Linked DNA regions of Anser cygnoides: region 1 is linked to region 2. Evidence: chromatin contacts called from public Hi-C data. All regions are on one chromosome and are shown on one strand. Each heading gives the region's core, a stretch centred on a gene start, on an enhancer-like site or on the middle of the called end of the contact. The rest is flanking DNA. Distances are from core to core; before and after follow the strand shown. Region 1 has its middle 51 kb from the start of PXDC1. Region 2 holds the start of NQO2 (N-ribosyldihydronicotinamide:quinone dehydrogenase 2).

The links. Hi-C and Micro-C count contacts between places; a contact is called where the count stands out from the background.
Region 1: a contact with region 2 is called in a Hi-C map of liver, with 2.2 times the contacts expected there. The contact joins the enhancer-like site here to the promoter of NQO2 in region 2. A contact is called at or near these places in 2 of 7 Hi-C or Micro-C datasets (granulosa cells and liver).

The regions. Positions count from the first base shown.
Region 1 is chr2:84,707,537-84,713,969 of Taihu_goose_T2T_genome, reverse strand. No RefSeq gene overlaps it. Among named protein-coding and RNA genes, the nearest start is that of PXDC1, 51 kb to the left of the region's middle. Within about 2 kb of position 4,284, at least 2 of the 3 cell types and tissues checked have open chromatin away from gene starts, as enhancers often do. A contact at or near this core is called in liver, where this site is marked.
Region 2 is chr2:84,455,179-84,461,989 of Taihu_goose_T2T_genome, reverse strand. It overlaps NQO2 (N-ribosyldihydronicotinamide:quinone dehydrogenase 2), which reads right to left and starts at 3,705. Exons shown (of 7, transcript XM_013193576.3): 1 at 3,407-3,705; 2 at 2,884-2,936; 3 at 1,113-1,277. The coding sequence starts at 2,890.

The sequences.
Region 1 (6,433 bases), core at 3,035-5,534, 250 kb before region 2:
GCTGCAGCTCAGAAATGTGCTTGCGTAGGATGGGGAAGAAATATTCCAGCTATTCTAATTTTCTCTCACTGAAAAGGCTCATAGAGGTTTAAAGTCTGTGCTGTGTGTGGACGGAGGAGGGGTTGCTGGACTTGAGGCCCCCTGTAAGACCTGAGAGGTAGGTCATGTTCCCATTGCACTTAAAGTGGTCAAAGCCTGATACGAGGACAGTTTCTGCTCACACTTTGGTTAGGGCTGTGCATGCCTCTGTATAGCACTTTCTCTTCACTCTTCGTACCTCAGACTTTTTGGCTCCCCACTTATTGCAGAGAATTGCACTGCCAGCTGTACAGACAGCTCTGTCTTTCCCCTCTAGAGCCTACCATATGTCAAAATCTTTCTTGCAGTAATGGAGCATGCTCTCCTAGAGTGAAAAATAACTGGTGACAGCTGGCAACATCCCTGCAGGCATCTCTTAAAACCAGACTGCTTGCTTGTTTTACTTATAAGAAAATGCAGAAGACCACGAAGATAAATTGCTCAACTAGTTGCCTGGGTTAAGTAACAACCTTAACCCCATTTCCAGATCCCATTGTGTACCCATCTCTCCCCTTGCTCTGCAATATCCCCCCTGCTTCCCACCCTAATACAGTAGGATCCTCTTTGGCTCAGCATCCACCTGTGTTTAGGGTATCTATTAGGGAGAGACATGGGCTAGCCTTAGCTTTGTTCCTGGCCTGCAGTGTGACTGGGGAGACCATTTGGCTCTTGTGCCTCAGTTTCCCCTGTGATAAATGGAAGTGGTAATACTTCATTGTACTAAACGATCTCTAGGCTAGCAGTACTGCAAACAAGCCAAGCCTTACTGTTGGGCAGTAAAACTTCGTAGCCTGGGAGGAGTGAGGAGGTAGCAATACGAGCCACTGGTATAATGCAGAGATTCCTAATTCCACTGGGTGGCAGCTGAGACTTTCTTTGGATAAGGAATAATGTTTTTTTTTCTTTGGGTTAAAGGCAGCAACTTCTTTGACAGAAGAAAACAGACCCAGAACCAAGCCTCCTGCAAGCTCATGAAGTTGTAACTATAATAGCCATTTTCCCATTTTTTGCACTTTGTTTAAATCTTTAATATAGTAAACTAAGATCTTCTGAACTGGAAAACCCATCACACATGCTGGTTTTGGATCGTTAGTGGTCAACATTTTTATAGGGTTGGAAACCAAGGTCACCTCTCTTCATGACAGAAACCAGCCATTGCATGAAAGGCCACTGGGCCTGAAATGGTGTTTAGGTAATCCCGTGGTGCTGCTAATAGGGTGCTGTGGTGGGCAATACCCTGAGAGCACAGCTCAAAGCACCATGCTTTGAGGGGAGCCACTGCACCGTGTCCTGTGCCTTGTCCCACATGGCTCAGCATTACCTGCACCCTCCAGCCCTGCTGCCCCCACTGTGAAATACCCTTCCAGTAGTGTCAGTTTTTCTGTCTCCATTTTGGAGCCTCAGGAAGCAGTTTTTGATGCTTGCTGCTTTCCCTGATGCTTTGTATTCTTTGTGCCTAACACATGTGGATACCAAGCAGACCTGCAGGATACCGAACTGCTCAGGGACTGCCTCTTGCTATTTGTTCAAGAGGTAAAGAAAAGCCTCTGTAAATCGTGGTCTCATGGGTTAGGCTGCAAGAATTGCTCAAAGCTGGTCAAATGCTCTGATGGTGTTTCAAGAAGAAATTTTGTCTGTCTCCAACGGAAAACCACTGAGATCTCACTAGCCCTGCTTGGTGGCTTTCCTCTGGGGACTTGAGCATGGAGTCCTTGCAAACAGCTCTTCTACCAGCCCGTTTGCACGGAGAAAAATGCCCCTTTCTCCTTCTTCCTGCACTGCCTTAAAGTGATTTGCACCATCAAGTTCAGCACAGAGTTACTTGCTTTTTACTACGTAAGTGTGCACAAGTGCCTTACACCAGGATCACCTATTCTCCCTTCCACCCAGTTTATTTGGGGTACATTGCTCATGTGAGTAAAGCGGGTGGGAAGGAGCTGAGATGCTCCCTGTCTCAGAAAAAACAGTGCAGCGGTGCATGGCTGGTGACAGCAGCCTCCACAGGCATTCAGGGTGAGCAAAGGGCATGATAGAGACAGCAAAGCTGAGGTTCATCTGCCCCTGGTTTAATAATTTTATACCAACAGAGTAAATAGCCCTAATATTAGCCAGCCGTGAGTGGGGTTGTGGCACTGAGGTGTGCCCAGCAGGTTTTGGCTGCAGAAGGGAAGCTCAGCATGGTGAGGGATTTCTCCATGGTGCTGTGTAAGGCTTGCCTGGGTGTCAGCGTGTTTGCTTAAGGATGTGGGAGGGTTTGGCTGCAAAAGGGAATGCTGTGGATATAATTAGAGGGCAAGAGTGTGGAGGCTCATTTGTGGGGATTGTTTGAGTATTTTTACTATGAAAAGTCATGGATGAAATAAATGGCTGCAAAGCTTGAAAACAAGTCCAGCCCCAGCCTTGAGACATCTCACATGCTCCCACTGAAGAGCTGCCAGATGAATCTGAAAAAGGGTGGTTTTGCTTCTTTGTCTGAATTGACTTTGAGAGGTATTGGATGGCCAATATGGATGGGCACGGGACCATCCCTCAGGCCTTCGTGACCGTGTAGAGATGTTGAGTGCCATGCGGGAGTGGGTGGCCTGAGAAAGGAGTGGGTTTATGTCCAGGCAGTTCCTGCTTTGCTGCCTTGAACCAGATAAGGAGGAAGAAACACAGGCTTCAGCAACACAGGCTGGCATTGTGTGGGTAGATGATAAGGATCTTTTCCTATTTTATAGACAGTTTATTGCTATTGAGCAGCATATTGAAAGTTTTATTTTTTTTTTTTAAAAAAAAGAAAAGTAATAGGTTAATATCAATTGCTCTCTTGAAACTGCCATGTCAAGCAGTACTAATGCACTGGTAGGCAAAAACCACCAGTGAAGCTGATGACCTCTGCTCAGATGACACAGGCTGCCCAAAGAACACTGGGAAGATGTCAAGCCCAGGAAAAGAGAAGCTAACTTCAGCTCTGAGAAGAAATGAAGCCAAAACAAAAGTGAGGACTTCAGTGCACGGTGCAGTGCTGTGCTCTGCAGCCCAGCCCTGGCTCTTTAATCACCTTTAATCACCTGCCTCTCTGCTTTAATCACCTTGTCCTCGCTTCCTGCCTCCACCAGCGAGGAACAGGACTGTAAGGCAAAGCTGCTCCAAGAGCTGCTTGGCTCCTTGCCCCGTGTCCTAGCTGCAGCTGTGGGGTGTAAGTGGTGATCCGGCTGCCCTGCAGCAGCCTGGTCCCAGGCACTACAGTGGCCTCTGCCTGTCCTGGGGCACCTGCCCCCTAAAATGGGCTGCCAGTATTTCACCTGCTGAGTCTGAAGCAGGTCATTGTCAGATGAAAGCAAGCAGGGCTCTTCAATGCCTCTTATTTTTTGGGTGATGGCACAGAAATTTTCCTCCCCGCTGTTTTTTTCCCATCCCAGAAATATGAACAAATATATTTCATTAATGTTATTCCATTTTATTAACTTAATTCTACTGATATACTTAGTTTTCATACCTAATTGATCTGAAGGTGCTGGTCAGGAGAAAACCCACTTGGGACAATTACTGTAACAGGAGAACATGCTTCTAGTTGAACCTCTTTTGTTTCCAGACATTTTCAGCGTTGCCAGCTCCAAGCTTTTGAAAACATGAGCCTGTCTGTGTATCCTAAGAGCAACTAATAGTCTTGTCCTAGGGGATAGTTGCACCACACAGATAAGGCCCTCATTAGTGACTGGGATGAGCATAGTAAAAAGCATGCATGTGAAACCCAGTGCTTGTTAATGCTCTGCCTAAAGCTGGGGGTCTCTGAGGAGCCGTGGGCTGGAAGGAAAGCCTGTAAGTCAAATGTTTCATTGATGCCATTCCTCTCTGACTCCTCAACACATTTCCTGCCTGTTGACCTGTTGTTTAAAAATGGGTCGAGCCCTGTTTGTGCTACCCGTTTTTTCCCAGAGGACAGGCAGGTCATTCACTTGTGTGTTGCTCAATGCTTGAAAGCAAAGAGCATGTAACTGGGACAGGGGATTTGGGGCTGACCTGCACAAATAGTTTAACTGACTTAACCGTAATCAATTACTGAAAACATCACCTGAAAGCACAGTTGGAAACACAGTACGTTGACTGATAGCTGATGTCTTAGTTTTAAGCTAATAAACTATCAAGCTAAGTTATAAATTGATATCACAATTAACTTACCAGCCGAAAGGTAAATTACTCTAAGCCATAACTGCTATAAATGAATTTAGCTGTGTCCCCAAAGGAGTCTCTGAAGGATTAACTGAATCAGTTTAATAACGGGTTGTAGTTAAACTGGTGGGAACTATTTTCTGTAAACCAGTCATTGGGGCTGGGAGGTTTTGTGGTCAGTCAGGGCGAGGGTAGCAAGCCAGTACCTGGGGAGAAGCATCAGAGGCCTGTGTTTATACCTGGATCTGCTTTGCTAGGGGAACTGTGTCTGTGCCTCAGCAGGCCATCATCATTTCTTCTGCTGTCACTGGGAAGACCCAAAGATATTCCTTAAACAGGATCAAAAATGTTACAACCACCCGAGACAAACTGCCGGTACAGTATAATTACTTTCTGTCAGTTCAGATTTCTTGAAAACATGTCAGTGCATCACCTATTTTTCAGCAGGCTCTGGTACATCAATTATTGTTTATCTGTACCACCTGGATGGATGCTTCTGGGTCTAGCTATATGTGTAAGAATAATGCGTAAGAGTTCCATACTGTGTGCACTACGTCCTTCTGACAAATGTGTGTCTAATCTGGATCAGACTTTCGCTGGGCACAGGTTCAGTATTAATGATTTTTAAACCCCAGCCTAAGAAATAGCAGCCTGGGTGTGCATTGTTCTACTCCACTGTCCCCATCTGAGGTCACGAGGGTTGTGCCACGCATAGTGGTGTTTTCTCAAAGTTGATAACATTTCAAGGAGAGCTGTGGTAAGACAGAAGACATAAGCAAATGCTTTAAGATGGTGATAATGAGAGCACAGGTTGCATAACTTGTAGCATCTTTGGAGACAATAGCTCAGATAACATTTCCTTAGGTGCCCAGATGCATTGGTTTCACAACATGATCTTGAATGTTAATGGCAGAGGGAACAGCTGTTCACTGACGTGTGCAAGTGTAAACAAGGTGTGGTTTAATGTGGTTTAATGGGCACAATATCTGTCTGCAGAGAACATCCCAGCCTGCTCCCCGATACAAGCTGACGAGCCTGGCCATGGGACTGCACCCACCCTCAGTCTGCCCATGCTCAGCTCCGTGTGGCAGCACCCAAAATGCAGCTCACTGGGCTCCTGCACCTCAGGATTGCACTTCACAGCACCAACTGTGTGCCCAGCTGTCTCCTCAGCTAGCACATAGTGCTGAGAGCTCTTTTAGATGGTTAGACATCCGTATCATGCAGTGGTCAGCACTACCGGCACCTTTGGCAGCCCTCTTGGCAAGGAGCTCGATGATGTATGGGACATAAAGATTAATTTCTCCTAGGTCAAGGAAGGAGTGAGAGTCAGGGTAGCTTGCCCTCATTCTGCCTGTGCTATGAGGGTTTGGAGCTTTCTGGCTTATGTAAAGTTGCTCTCAGAGAGCAGTATTAACTTCACCTACAGTAAGTGAAAATGCCTCTCTTATAACTGCAGCATGTTGGCCTGGCCCTTCTTCCTAAATTACTGTGTGGTAGGGTGGGCTCCAGTTTGAGGAGTTAGTGCATTGGGTGGGAAGCAGTGCGGTGTATTCCCAGCTCACTCTCAGTAAATTCACTGAGCTGTGTACACATTGCACAGACAGAGACTGTTTGTTCAAGAAAGGCAGCAGACTCTATCTCTCTCTGCAACTCTCATTAGGAGCTTGCAAGCCTCAAAGGAAAGTCCTTTATCTTCTCCTTACTTTAATTATGAAACCCAGCAGAAACAAAGCAATCCCTGGCTGCAGAACACTGGCAGTGCATCGTGTTTTTTGTGGAAACGCCCTGGATTTTCTCCTATACCGATGGCGATACTGCGAAGTTAATAATCTTAAGTGGTATTTATCATTGCATGGAAGAAAGTATTGTAATGACATCTTATTTATGTCAAAAACGCTCAGTGCATGTGTCACCTTTGTGTTTTGAAATAGCTGCCTCTCAAATATCTTCTGATAGACATCTCTGTCAATCATTGAGGCAGTGGGAGTAAAATCTGCTTGGCTTGACTTGGATTTGTGGCTGAGTAGTGCTCCAAACTACTCACTGTTCAGATAGGGGAGAGTTTTCCCTAGCAAGGAAAAGGCTACGCTACTGCAAGGTTCTTAGTCATTGATTATAATGTGTTGTGAGACAGCCCAGAGGCCCACAACTGCACGTAGAGGGCCAGCACTTGCAGTCTGCTTGGACCAGACACAAT
Region 2 (6,811 bases), core at 2,456-4,955:
TTGTAGCTGCTTTTCAGCCTCTCTAGAAACACAGCAGGGGCTGGGGAACCAGTAAAGGCTGGCTCTGCTGACTCTGCTACAGTTGGGTGAGCTGAGTCAAGGGTGTCTGAACCAGACATGCACATTCATTCCTGCTGATTCAACTAGCAGATGGTCAGCCTCTAGCAGAAGGACAGGTGACAAGCAGTGGAAGGTGGAAGTAGTAACCTCTTGAACTAAACTAGGTACATCATAGAATGGTATGTGAAACGAACATCAGAGGTTGATTCTGGCAAGTGCTAATGCATTTTTGCCTCTCAGTAATCTTACTGTGAATCAAGGTTCGTATTCAGGAGTGGACTTTTAGAAATGCTTACATTTCAATGTTAATAAGTTCCTTTTTCTTTTTTTTTTTTTTTTTTGGTCAGTGCTTGCATTAGACCTATGCTATTTCTTTTTGATTCTTGTTCTAGAGTGTCAGCTATCTCAGATTATGTTATAGATTTGTTTTTCCTGACCAGAAGAAGTACTGGGGCTAAATGCTATTAAAAGCATGGTGGAACTTTCTTAATCATGAAGATACCACATAAGCCTAACAAGATCGTATCTGTTCTTAAGTCTCAGATGCAACATCTAGTCATTTTTAGTAATCGTGCACTATCAAGGTAGCTGGAAGGTGCCAAAACGACTCAAAAGCCTGTGTACTTGAGTGCCTGGAGCTAATTTGCTAAAGGCATTTGTAATATTGTTCATTAAGAGAACATGTTTCTTTGAATGTCTCCTCAGTTGATTGCAAGTACCAGGAAAACAATACCATTCCTCATTCATTTTGGTCTAAAAGCAAAACATTATTTTACAGGTCTGCACTACACACGTTTCCTCTCCGTAATTGAGGAGCCGTTTTTCATCAGATTTGTTTAAAAACAGGTGATAGTTATGTTCCTACACTGACATTTCTTGGTCAGTGCTTACAGAAAATAAAAAACTAGGTCTTGTTATTTGGGGTATATTTGCACAAAATAATAGCAACTATTTTTCAGAATGCACCTAACAGCATGGGTTCTAGATTGTTAATGCAGCAGGATAGACAAGATTAAAGTCTGTCTCAAAAAAAGTATTTTGGCTAGACTCACCAACAATGTCGTTTCTTGTTGCTCTTGGCTCAAACTGCATCGCGTATAAATCAGACACTGTGACAGTGCAGCCCTGTTTGCTTAATTCTTCCACAGCAACCGTCTTCAAAGATCCATTCAAAGACTTGGGCTCTTGATGTGCGTAGACTATCAGGACTTTTCTCCCTGGAGGCAGAAAGAAAAGCAGAAAATACCTTTGAGGAAGGCAGATACAGAAGAGTTTGTGGAGCCAGGGCCAGGCTTTTCATTTTTCTGTACTGTGATTTTCGAGCAGCACGGAGCTGATAGTGGCAGCATTTGACTCCTGCTCAGCAGAGGAACTAATCAGTAAATGCCTCCCCACCCAATATTGTGCTATGCTGGGTTTTCCTAGGCAGGGCTTAGTGGGCTGTAGGTGCCTTTCCATAGCAGGCCACACTGCCCTATATCAGTGCAACTCAGGGCTTTCACACTTCTCCTCTGGCATGGTCCGTCCTCTTGAGTCAGCATTTGTGTACAGCTGATTCCTTCAAAAACTCTCACCCTACACAAAAACAGAACAACAAACAGCTTTCTGCTGGTTTAGCTCCCTGAGCTAAGTCAGACAAGCTACAGAGCAAGAGTGAGGGACAGGATGGGATCAAAGCAGTGCCAATTTACGTTCCCTCAGACTGTTGCGGAAACAATTTCTGAGAGTTCAGGGCATTCTCCTACTGCATTGCAGGTTCCCTACGTCTTCTGTTGCCATGCTGTAGTGCTGTGCAAGTGCCAGCCTCAGGGTAGATGTTTAAGATGCCACTATCCCACTTCAGCATCTTCACAGTGACTTCAATAGCAAGTGACGTGATTTTTTTCTTAGATGTGGCAATGAGCTGTCTTGTATCTCAAAATAAAGCAGATTTAATCTAAACTGAGTGGCAAGATGGATACTTTAGGATGCAGCTTCTTAAATTGATCAATAAGGGGTATTAGAGCTTACTTGTTCAAATTCTTATGGTATGTAGCCTGTTCAATTTTAATAATTGTCTAAAAAAAACATTCATCACTGAACAAGGGAAAGGTAAAATATTCTTATGGGGTAATATGTTTGTACATATGTACTTAAGAGGATTTCCAGGGATTATTGAAAATGTCTGGATCCGCAAAATATGCAGCTCTTGGTTCCTATCTGCCAATCTGTAACAGGTATCTCCTGAATTCAGTGGACACAAGCTGTATGCCCCAGATCACCACCAGGGCAGCAGGTAGGTTTGGGGTGTCAGAGATACAAGAACCAGTGCTGAAGGCTTGAAAAAACAAAGCCTATTTTTTTAACATAAATTTTAAGAGGTAGTAATTTCTACAGTGTGCTTGGCATCCTGCATGAAATACTAGCTTTGCTAGAAGTCTACTACAATTTGTGGTTAGATGCTACCACAAATTTAACAAGTGTATAAACTACTTAAACCACTGCTCGCTCACTCCTTGTAAGAGCAGTTACCTTTTTGCTGTTCTTGCTAGCTCTCAGCAAATAAGTGGTTCAGTGGCTGGAGATGACGAGCTCAGAGATGCCATAGGATTAATTCTGCAAGCTGCTAGTTTGTTCCCCTTGCAGTGGAGTTGAGGGCACTCTAACAGTGGAGAGATTAGAGATTTCAAATGCATGCTTTACTGAAGAAATTGTGGTGATTTGGAAAAAAAAAAAAAAAGAAACAAAACAACTTTAGTATCACAAGTAAACACTACAGGCATTCCATATAGCAGCGTGCCCAGGACCTAAGCGAATAGCATCCTTATTAGTATTTTTTCTTACCTGCCATTTTCCAGCAGCACTCAGTCGCTTCTGTCCTGAGAATCCGGCACGGCCTGTAAACTCAAATGACAGATTTGTCCGTGTGAGAAGCACCGCGAGCAGGTGCACGGACAGCCGCCGGCGCGGTACCACCCGGCTGGGAGCGCCGTGCTGTGTGGTGCCGAAGGGGCTGTAGGCCTGCGGGAGGGCGGGCAGGCCGTACGCGTGCTCCTTTGGCAAATGTTGCTGAGCTGGCTGACCGCCGCTGAGCGAGCACGTCACCTCATGTTCAGCTCTTGGCAGAGGCCACCGAGTGCCCGGTGGAGCAGTTGTTGCTGCACTTAGCAAAGCGCAGCTCCCCGCTCGGTTAACGTGGACGTGCTGCGTCACTCCCCAAAGCTTCCCCAGAGGAAAGGCAGAGAGCGCGCTTGTTTTTTCCTCTTTTCCTCTAAAAACCAATGTCAGGCCCACTGGCCCCCCTGTCTCCCGTGCCACCCATCCGGGGGAGTGCCGCGGCCCCCCCTGCTTCCCCCTGGGCCTTTACCCGCAGCGGTGCTGGGGCTCGGTTCGGACTGGAGAAGCCGGGGCGGACAGCAGCTGATCGGGCCCCTGGCACCGAGCAGTAAGTGGCAGGGCTACCACCCGCGTCCTCTCGCAGCGGGTGTGCAGAAAAACCTCCGTGCAAACCTTGCCCTGCTGGTGTTTTCCACCAGCTGTGCTCCGTGGTGCTGCGTTAGGGGAGACACAAAGCCCTCAGCCGTCTCCCCGGCTTCTCCGGGAGAAGCGCACAGTGCTGCTGGCACTGGGGACAGCGGTGTCCAGAAATGGGAAGTGACCCTGGCGGAAACTGGGGCTACAGCAGTTGCTCAGCAACAGTCAGTATGCTGAATATAAAACTAGAGCCCAAATTCTGCTTGGTGACGCTCTCCTGCTTATGTGGGAAGCAGCGTGGTAAAGAACCAGACAGGGACTCAAGAAACACAGGTTCAATTTACTTTCTCTCAGGTAGGATGATTTATTTTTGTCTTTTTGTCCCCTCTGGTAACAGAAGTAATGAGATGATCTGATAAAACAGTGTTTCAACAGCTCAGGGCTGTTTGTATGCTGTTAGCAAGTAGAATTCACTTTTGTGAAGACTGGGCAAAAGCTAAGAAAGAAGCTGAAATGGCTGTAGCCCAAAGACTGTAAGTTTTTTATTTTATATATCTTTATATATGTATATATATTTTATATCTCATATCAATGGCCAAGCCAAAAATATTTATTGTCCTTCACCCCCCCTCGCCCCCTAAGCATAAAGTCTACTTATGGTAAGACAAGGGAAACTAAAGGAAAAATGCTAGTAGTTTACATACTGTACCTAGACAACATTGTTTGACATACCATATAATATAATAACTCACAGAAATAGCAAAGAAAAAAATTACAAAGCACAATAGCAAAGAAAAAAAAATAAAAAAATTACACTGTGCCTGTACTTCAGGGAGCACATTTGTGATGCATCAGATGGATGAACATGTATGTTAAAATATTTCACAGATCTATACGAAGAAAGATATTTTACTACCTGGTAAATAATAGGCTTTTGAATGGCAGATATTGCACCACTGTAGGTGAGCTGTAGTTTCAGCTTTGAGAAGTTTATGAATTTGTAGAGCGTAAAACCATTAAGTATTTCTTCACATAAGCCTAAAAGCCAGTGATCTCATTGTAGAGGTAAACAAACAAAAAAACCCACCTTATTCCTTGGTAAGGCTGTAAAAGTTTACATGACTAGTTCCCATGTTAATTCCTAATATACCCTGAAATCCATTCTTCTCAAATTTTGTTGGACTTATCTCTAATAATTTTATAAAATTAAAAATAAAATACTTTCAATTTCCTGTTTGTCTTTGGACAAGGCTCCTTATAAGGATTTCAGAAGCCAGATTCAGCTATTTCTTAGCAATCACATCAGCACATTTATCAGAGCTCTCAAGAGAAAGTTCAGGGTGATTTGGGGAATCCATGTATTTTTGCATTTTGGGCAACTCTGTAGGACAGAGTGGAGCTTCTTGTAGCCTCCTTCACCCTCTTTTACTCCTCCATTTTTAAAGTTACTTAGCACTCAGGAAAGTGTTACTGTAGCTCAAACACCCTCACAGGACAATGCACCTCTGCAATGAGAATTTCGTTTTGTAGGTTGGGAGTGTTTCTTAATCCTCTTTTTTTTCTCCTTTCTTCCTTTCTTCCTTTCTGCATTTTCTATTACTCTCTCCAGTCCTCCCTTACAATAAGATTTTTTCTTTACCTGTTAACATTTTTTCTCTCTAAGGAGTTAATTGCTAATTAGCAATGAGAAAAAGTAGCTGTGACTAAACTGGAAGAAAATTCTCCTCTCCCTCTCAGCCATCCATGAGCATTGACTGAGTGAGTTATACTTCATAAGAAATTTGAATGTTTACAACCTCACTGACTATTGATTGGCACAGATTGTTTTTGTCTTTAACACAAGACAGAGGACATGAGAAAATAAAAATGACAGCAGAGATTCAGACCAAGGGTTCATTCCACCTAGTATCCTCTCTTCAACCCTGCTCACAAGTATCTGGCTATGAAAGAGTAAAAGCAGAGTAAGCATGTAGGATATTCACCCCACTGCTCTCTCAGACTGCAGCTATCTTCGTCTCAGACCTGAACATGTAGTTTGTATGGTAACCTCCAGTTTGCCTCTCTGCACAAGATACTTTGCCCAATCTCCCTGTGAATCCGTGCCAATTGTGCAATGTCCCTGGCAAGGACTTCCACAGACTTATTTTCTGCTATGTGAGGAACAACCCCTTTTGGCTATTTCGCATCTGATTCCTACCAGCTTTGTTTGATGCCCTTTGGTTCTTGTATTGGGTGTGACAAAAGAACAACTATCCATCTGTGCTTGTCTCCTCTGTCCAAAGGTGATTTTATGGACTTGTACCGTGTGCCTCCCAGATTACCTCTTTTCCAGATAGAAGAGTGTTCTTCAGGTGCTCTTTGTTTGGAAAGTCTTCTCTACTTTCAGTCATTCTCATTGCTCTTCTCTGCCCTTTTCCAGTTCTGCTGTATCATTTCTTGAAATGAGGGAACCAGATCTACAGATGACATTTACAGTATGGAGGCACCTTGGATTTACCTGGTTGTGTAACGATTTTCTCTCTTCTGCTCTCTGATCCTAAAAACTATCACCATAAAATTTGCTTTCTTGATGGCTACCAAGTGCTGAGCTGATGCTTACATGGAATTATCTGTCATTATTAGACAGCTTTACTCCTGGTTGGTGGCAGTCAACTCAGAGGCCCTTATTTTAAATGTTAGGCCAGGTTTCTTTGTGTCCCATGAGCGTCTCTTAAGATTTGAAGAGACTGAAAATAATTATGAATCGTCTGGTCTCCTGAGCAGAGTCCAGAACACTCTGGTGGTCTGTCATCAGATCCTGCTGAAGGTGGTTCACTGCAGAAAAAATACCTTAGGTTTTGGTGAAGAAACAGAACAAACGTAGGCATAATTTTGTAGTCACCAGCATGACCTTGAAACATGAAGGCTCCAGTCCCTGTGTCAAGAATTGCTAAAACATGCAACAGCTGTTAGGTGGACACATAACTCCTATTACGCTATATAAAAGAAAAAAACCTATGCTTTCTTTACCTAAGGTGAGGCATCAGCTGGGTGGGAGTTTTGAGAGTAGCTCGTCTGAACTCAGGAGTTTCATTTTTGCCTAAATGTCATTTATATGATTTTAACTTTTTTTTTTTTTTTTTTTAAATATCTGGCCTAGAAAGAAAATTAGTAGCTTTGTCACAGTTCCTCTCTGAGGACTCATTCATTTCTGCTACAAAGAAACACAGTCAGCATTAACTGAAGGAAAAGAGAAAGTTACTATAAATAGGAAACTGTTTCATGTCAAGGTAAATAGTTATGAAGAAAATGGAAACAT